Regions from separate parts of the Anser cygnoides genome. Here region 1 is linked to region 2. Evidence: chromatin contacts called from public Hi-C data. All regions are on one chromosome and are shown on one strand. Each heading gives the region's core, a stretch centred on a gene start, on an enhancer-like site or on the middle of the called end of the contact. The rest is flanking DNA. Distances are from core to core; before and after follow the strand shown. Region 1 has its middle 56 kb from the start of USO1. Region 2 overlaps LOC136790676 (a long non-coding RNA gene).

Region 1 (4,027 bases), core at 1,227-3,726, 350 kb before region 2:
CAGCTCCACACCAGGTGCTCTCTGCGTGCCATCGATCTGTAAGCACCCCTTGGGGATGTCTCCTCTCTGTGCATCCTGCTCTAGACAGCAGCACACATGGCTGGTAAGATCTTTGCAAGCCCTTCAGTGCTCTGCAACTGCCCTGTCCCACTTGTCTAGTTCCTAGCAGTTTCACAACCTTGCTTTCAGTTCCACTTCATCTGCACAACTGCAACCTTTTTTTTTCCTTCTTTATAACATGACTTTTTGCCTACAAACCTCTGCCTAAAAGGAGCAGAAGAATTCTTCATGTTAGCTTAAAATGCCATGTGGGATAAAATCCTGCTGGAGGAGTAGCTTGCAGGGAGGGAGTGCTAAAGGAACCGCAGCTGTCCTTGCCTGTGTCCCCTCAGAGGCTGACCACCAGGGGCTGGTCCTGGCTGTCCTGCAGGGAACTGGAGTAAATGGCCACAGCTGGAAAGGACTGTGATGATCAGACATTTGATTTGCTTTGTCATTTGTGCCCTGGATACTCACCTGTCTCACCTCATGCTATAGCATGTAGTGGATGGTCAGTTCTCCAGCAGAGGTTAGAAGACACGAGGCAGGGAGCAGTTTTCTAAATGTGAGGAACAAAGACAGGGAAGATACTCCACACACAGGTCTGTCGTGTGGCTGCACGCTGGCTCCAGACATCTTTCCTGCCCAGTTCCTGACTGAAAGTATTTGAGTCACAAGCAGTAGAGTGCAGAGACAAGGCCGGGGTGGTTAGAAGTTTGGTAGGGAGAATGAAAGCTGATTTAGAAAGCACTCCCCAGATGTCCCTGAGAAAGTCTCGATATCTCTTCATGATCTCTGTTGATTTCATTTGTTTTTTTTGTTTTGTTTTGTTTTGTTTTTTGTTTTTTGTTTTTTTAATTCCAAAGGCATCTCCGCAGCCAGTGCCTTCTGCACAGTTACACCTCGGCAAGGACAGCCACATTGGGTAAAGTGTTCAGTTGCCACCTGGGCCTAGGTAGCAATGCCATCTATGCACAGGATTTCCCAAATCACATCAATCAATCATCTAGATTTTCCATTGCTTATGCTGAGATGCTGTGTTGCTCCTACTTGCTTATTTCTCAATAGAGTTGAGAGGCTTAATTATTGGGTTGCAAAGCTCTCAAGGGTCTTATGAAAATTGAACTGGAAGAGCGAAGTAACATGATGTACTGTGCATCCCTAAACCAAGATAAGTTGCTATCCAGAGATTTGCTGTAATCCAGGCGAAGTCTGTCCCCAAAAGCAGCTGCCCAACACGCATGCAGTTTGCTTGCTATCATCAAAGTCTACAGGATGAACAGGCGATTCATTATCATGTAGGGTAGTGCTTTGAATGTTATCATTTCAGCCTCTTAAATGCATAATCTTTCTGTCTCTGGGATCACATCTTCCTGATGAAGAACAATTAAAGTATCCTGTGGTGAAACACTGGATTATTATTAATGAAACTTGCACTGCCCCAGAGTTTTAATTAAGTGTTTAAATACATACCCAACTTAAAACATGTGGGCACTCTCATTCCTGCCACAGGAGTTACCAGTGCTTTTCACACAATGCCAAGAAATGTTAACTGTTAAAAACACATTAAAAACATGTTTGATCATTTACTAACCTCAGTTCTTCACATGTCTAAGTCTAAATCCCTCATCAGAAAGTGCTGAGCACTTACCGTTCCATTGAAACTATGCAGGTCTTCTTTAATTACGTATTTTTTTTCCATTCTGCAGTCTTGCAGACAGAAATTTCTGATTTTTTGCCAGTGCCACAGCTATCTGTAGATTTTTGTTTGCCTCTGAGCCACATTAAGTTTAGATCTGTCATGTATGGAACCATTTGTGTCAAAATATTCAAGACAGGAGGCGAGGAGACAAGCTTTGGTGTTCGTACAGAAAACTTACATAGCTTATACCTTTGACTGTGGCCCTCAGTGGCAACCCATTTTTGTCAAGCTGTATACAAACTGACAGCGGAGATGAAATACTAGAACAGCTTGTGTGGTAGGGACAAAGGGGGTACCCTGGGCCACAACTGCCACCTGGCTCAGATTTTAAATAGCTGAGGATTTTGCCCATGTGCACAAGGCAAAGGAAGGTTTGCTAATGATTTAAAGGAGGTCAGGGCTTGACATTAATGTTCCTATTCCCTCATCCCCCCCCTTCCAATGCAAGCTACCACACAGAGACAGAGACGTTTCAGGATCAGGCCCTGTCTTTGCTACCTGTGTGTACAACTGCAGATACAACTGCGTACCAATTCCTGCATGGAGACCCCCAAGCACTCCTGCTAAACTGGTTGGATTTCCTGGGCCATGTGCTGGAGCAAACACAAGGCGCTTGCGCAAAAAGGAGCAGAGATGGCTGGATTTGCTGCTCTGGGCCTTCCTCTTGCTGTACCTCACCTTCGTGGGAGAAAGGCCAATGGGGGCATAGGCACTGGCTGCTGCCAATAGTTATCGGTGAGCAGTTTGTGTAAGTCTGGTGCTCTGCTAAATGTCATGATCCAGGAATGCAGCTTCTGCTCAGGCATTTGCCAGCTGGCCGAATCAACTGCAGGTGTGTAACTTTTTATTTGTTTATATATGTAAATCAAGTCCAAAGTCTCAAATGATTAAGTCATGCAATGCAAGGCATGTGACAGAGCGGTTAAGAAATAGCGAAGGGCAGACAAGGGTGACAGGAGGAAAGCATTTCAAAGTGGTAGCTAGCTGTGAGCTAAATCATGTTGGAATTGGGTAACCTGGATTTAGGGGAGAGGTTGGAAAGGAAGGGCGTAGCATTGGGAGTGGAGCTCTTTTTCCCTCTGGAAAGGGCCCTAATTCTCAGGCTTGGGCCCTGATTTTGTTTTACCTACACAACTGCAGGACCAGTGTGGGTCCACCGACCTCGCAGGAGCTGTGCCTGATGCCCATAGAAGCAACAAGAGTTACTGGGGCTGTGGGTTCCTCTCCTCTCCTCTCCTCCTTGTCTCAGGGCAGTGGTGATGGTGGGCTGTGGCACACTCAAGTCCCTGGCAGCTAAGGTCAGTTCCCCAGGAGTCATGTCAGCTCACAGCCAGGGTGGCAGCATGCTCCTCTGCCCTGTGGGTCTCCCCTTTCTTCTTCAAGTGGACAGTGGCAGCACGTGGGTCTCTGCCTTGCTCCTCACTGTGCTAGCGCCTCGATGAATTCGCCTTCTAGGTGTGTATCCTTTTTCCCACAAGAGCAGCATTAATGGCTTTTGGCCTTAAGTGCTACTTTTGATAGGTGCTAGAGAAGTTACTTCAATGTTTAATAGACAATGCCTTGTCTATAGTTTTTTTTTTCTATTTGTCGTAGTTTACTCCTGGCTTCTCCACGGCAGATGAGAAAAGGCAGAGAGGTGGATGGCATGGGCTTGTGGACTGGACTCTGTCTGCTGGACTCATGTTGGATCATGCTGGAAGTCTTAAGCAGAGTGGAAAATGCCCACTTTAATGGAAACTGGATTTGAACCTGTAATTACCACAACCATCGCGTGCCTAATTTGCAGTTGTGTGCACAAACACATGACTTGCCCATGCGCTAATTGTGCTTTCACATTAAATGCTCCTGGGTCCTGGTCTTTAAAAAAAAAACAAAACTGTCTTTAGCAATACTGGTCTGATCTTCCCAGAGATGAGTAGGAATTTCTGTATTGACTTCAGGAGAGCTAGACTGCATCCCTGTACACAACGCCAGCCCAGTGGCAGACATCAAATAATGTTGTTCCCCAGCAGTCTACTGATGTTATCACTGCTTTTGTGAGTAGTAGAAAGAACAAGATCCTAAAATGACAAACCACAACGTTTGTTGTGGTACCTAAAGACAAGTGAAAGAAGAGGAAACCTTCCCAAGTGAAAAAAACAACATGCATTTCACGTCCCTTTTTGTTTTTCATGGGCCTTGGAGACAACTTGCTCATGATCTGCTAAAGAGGACTACAATCCACCATGGAAGACAGACATACAATAGCTAGAAGGAAAAGTAACAAAAAATTGCACCCAGAGTGCA
Region 2 (4,212 bases), core at 1,393-3,892:
TCTTATAGTTTCCAGTGTCCTGCTTCAGGGTCAGGCACTGTAGCCTCATTGCTGTCGCCACTGTATGAGTTTTGGGGTTCACAACTTCCTGTCAGGGAGCCTGGATGCTTTGGCATGGCCATTCAGCCCAGAACACTGATACTTGTGCTTCACTTGACTGGGTGCTCCAAAACTAGAAATCCCACAAGCACAGGGCTTGTCTTCCTGCATGTTGTTAAAGCCAGTATGTGTCTATGGAAAACTTAACCTCAGATTTGCTGAAAGTTTGTCAGAAATGTGATGTTTCCAGTGAAACATTTTGGATTCAACTAATTGGCATATTACGTGAAAACCGTCCAGTAAGTAGACCAGGTCTACTTTATGCAATAACGGCTGCTTGAGGAGAAATATCAACAGCACATCTGTGCTCCTACTGAAGGCAACAGTAAAATTCGTAACAGGAGTCTGAGATAGGGCTGTACTGAATCCTTGGGAAATCTCATTTCCGACTGCATTCAGTGGCCCCAGGGCCACTGGTCAAGACAGTGAATGCTTAGAATGTTCAAACCTTTCAAACGATATATATCTTTTAATCTGCTATCCCTGATCTATGTCCAATAAGAATTCAGAACAATTTAATAAATTACAACACTGCAATCCTAGAACTAGCATTCAACTATGACCTACACGAACAAATGCCAATTTCTGACTCCAGCTAGTATACTGACGTCTTCTCAGAGACCAAGAGTGCCCATTTCTGAAAGACTTAGCCTTTTACAGTGGTTATTACTTCCATCTGACTTCTAGAAATGTGCAGATTAGATTGTGTTAGTCGCAGTGACACCTTCATGCATTTACACCCACACCTGCTCCCTGTCTTCGAGGTTGTAAATGCAAATCTGAGTATTGAATTTAACCTGCCAAACGTAAGAAACAATCTTCAACCTAAAAACGTGAAAGGACTGAAAATGTAACCCAAAAGATGATTAATATAATTCCTGGAGACCCTATTGGAAAATGTACGAAGTTCAATGTGTGTCAAAAAGACCAAGCCTCATGTTCCTTGTGTTGTTACTTTCTGTCAGAAAATCTGTGTAAAAAGGAACACAGTGTGAGCAGAAAGTGGATGTGCAGGAAGAAGTGGGGCTTCAGTTAAAATCCTGCATATGGAAAGCACGGGATCCATCATTATCAGTGGTGCTTTTGCTTCTAGACAGTGAATTTCGAACCTTCAACTCTATTCCCATTAACCCAAACAAAAGTAAAATTTCTGATCCTGCAGGCCCCATTTTGTCTTACACTGGCAATCCCATGAAACTGAGTGAATCTAGACTAATGTAACCTGAATTGGACCTGCAAAACTGTTTTGGTGGGCATGTGCAGCAGTTAGATGTGAATTAGAAGGTATCTTGTAAACAGAGCCTCCATTAAAAATGGGACTATTTGAACCCAGTATAAAATCAAGAGAACAGAAAGATACCAGCTTATGAACAGGTCTGCCTTTAAAGTTAAGGTATTGTCTCTATGGAAATTCAAGAATGAACTTTCCTTCTTTAAGATCTATGAACTCAGACCCTAAAAAAGATTTGTAGTTGCCATGGTTTTAGCACAACAAATGTGGAAGCCAATGGCTAGTAACGTTCACTGTTTTACTGATAAGGTGTATTTTTATCAGTCTTCATGGCATTTATTCATGAGACTTTGAACTGAATTTGCTGTTCTTTGGAAAAAACACAAAGTTATTGTACTGTGTGATAACAAACAAAAATTCCACTGACATGGACTTAGGTCATTTTATCTTGCCACCCACAAAAATAAAACTTCATAATCAAGGTGGTCAGAAACTCAACATAGAACAACGTAATAGTCGAACTAAAAATTGTTTATTGGAGAAGCTGAAATTTAGAATAGGCTTCCAAAGGAATTTCTATGTCATTTATTATTTTTTCAAAGAAAAATAAACTAATTTTATTTGATTCCTATTTATCAAATAGGCAATCTATCCACTTGCACTTCTGAAGGGAAAAACAAGTATACCTTTTAGTACATAACTGCATTTTAAGTTAGGCAAGGACAGATTTAAATCAGACAAATTGGAAGATATTGTCTATTGGGCACTAATATTGCCTAGAGTAGCTATCTGAGAACTCAGTAAGGTTATCAGGTCCTCACTGTAGGATTTTGAAATATGCTCAGTATTAACCTAATTCTGGTTATGCCAAAGTCAGTTCTAAAACTTGTCTGGCTTCACTGGAAACCAAGTTAGATAAAACTGCATACTTTTGAAAAGTGCTCTGCTTATTTGGCCCAGACAAGAGAAATGGATCGCTGATAAGAAGATGAAAAACTGGTGAATAATCAAACAATATATATTTTTTTTGAGAAAACTAATAGCCAAAGTCAGAGATTCATTTATGTCAGGTCAAAATTAGAATCTTTATCCTGCCAAGAGGTCTGTGTAGTCAAGACTTTGTATTGGCAGGTCTTCTAAGATAGGAGTTACAAACATGCTTAATTGTATGCTCAGTGTATAGCCACACTGAAGTTAACAACGTATGCAAAATCAAACTCCAGCAGAGACACTGGTTAGCATGGAGTATCTTAGAAACTGTTTATTTTATTGCAAGTGGGAAGCTGTTCTTCATGCCAAAAGCTTTTTATTATGCCTTGGTTTTGGAAGCTAGGGGGTTTAATTTATGAAGGTGGCGAGAGCTATAATACCTTGGATTTTTCTGTATGGATGTTAGACATTCTCTGTAAGATTCTGAGGCAGTTATTCCACAGCAAATTACACAAATATTTTCAGTCTGGTTACCGGAGGAGCAGAAAATGTTTGTGTCACGCAGCAAAGACTTACTATGGGTTTAATTACCTCCTGCACGCGAGGCCAAGCAACCCATTTGAAACTGCAGCAGAAGACTAGTGCAGATGGAACTGCAGTAGTGGATGAAAAGACTGTTGCAATGAGCTGTGGGAAAAGTACAGGCAAGGAGAGTCACTGGGAAAAATGGAAAGGTACAAATATGGAGAGTGAAAAGCGGGTCTGCCTCAGATTATATCGAGTTTATTCTAAAACTGATATTCATGCCTAATTCTTTCATAAAAGAGAGCTTTGGCAGAGAAAGCTACTATGTGTGCTGAACTAAATAGCTATCAGCATTTGCTAGGAACTAGTTTTGACTAACATGCAGCCTCTACAAAGTCGTCAGTCAGTCGGGAGAAGTATGCCACCTGCTGTTAACAAAACTCTGCACGGAGAAGCTGTGCACCGCAACACAGAAAAATGTAACGATCCTGTGGGCCAAGAAAGTAACCTCTCAAGTAATCAAAGACAGCGTTGCTACAGATATTTCCATTTAGTGTCTGACTATCACAGGATAAAAAGCTTGTAAGGTGTTTCTCCATCCTTTGTTGCACTGGTGAAGGATGCTAAAAGATAATTAGTGCCTCAGCAACATTTGAAAACAACAGGATATCAATTATTTGTGCTTGTTTGACAGGTACTTCAGCATTCAGGCCATACAATTACATCTGGATACAACTTTGCCTGCATTAATTGTACTTCTCTCCCCTCTTTTATTCAGGATGCTTAGAGTAAAAAACACTGAATCTATAATTGCACGTTACAGGTGGCTAGAAATGATTAGACTCACAGTGCCCACTGCAAGCTACCTATTATAGCAAACAGCGACGTGTAGAGAAGCATAGGAACAAAACCAGAGAGAAAAAAACATTCTCAATGGATAGGTCGCAGAGCTAGAAGCTGGGTCCCCTTCTTGGCTCTGTCATTAACCTGCTGTGTGACCTTTTCTACTTCACTAGGTCTCTTTGCATCTGCTTCCTGTCTTACCTTTTGTAACATTTATTGGCCTGTAGCACAAGCATTTGAGGTTGGGACTACCTATCAGGAAGAATCTGTATAGTACCAATAGAGAGACCAATTCCTTATACAACTAGTAAGGACAGTGTTCTTCTCAGGAGGCAAAGTCTCTTTATATTTCTTCATGTGAGAATGTTGCAGAAATGTTTGCTATTTGAAATAGCAGAGCCAATCATTCATAAATTACATGGCTTTTAGCTATCTATTTCCGTGAATATGCATGACCCACACAACACACAGAAATATACAGGTAGTTAATGGTTCTATCCTCAGAGAACCTGTTAAAAATGTGGCCACCAAGGAATTTAGGGATATGTTAAATGAAAGAAGTGAATGATGTGTAGAGAAACTAT

What was found. Hi-C and Micro-C count contacts between places; a contact is called where the count stands out from the background.
Region 1: a Hi-C map of liver shows a contact between it and region 2, with 2.6 times the contacts expected there. The contact joins two enhancer-like sites. A contact is called at or near these places in 2 of 7 Hi-C or Micro-C datasets (both in liver).

What each region holds. Positions count from the first base shown.
Region 1 is chr4:30,749,215-30,753,241 of Taihu_goose_T2T_genome, reverse strand. No RefSeq gene overlaps it. Among named protein-coding and RNA genes, the nearest start is that of USO1, 56 kb to the left of the region's middle. Within about 2 kb of position 2,476, at least 3 of the 3 cell types and tissues checked have open chromatin away from gene starts, as enhancers often do. A contact at or near this core is called in liver, where this site is marked.
Region 2 is chr4:30,396,546-30,400,757 of Taihu_goose_T2T_genome, reverse strand. All of the region lies in intron 2 of LOC136790676 (a long non-coding RNA gene), which reads right to left. Among named protein-coding and RNA genes, the nearest start is that of ANKRD17, 14 kb to the right of the region's middle. Within about 2 kb of position 2,642, at least 1 of the 3 cell types and tissues checked has open chromatin away from gene starts, as enhancers often do. A contact at or near this core is called in liver, where this site is marked.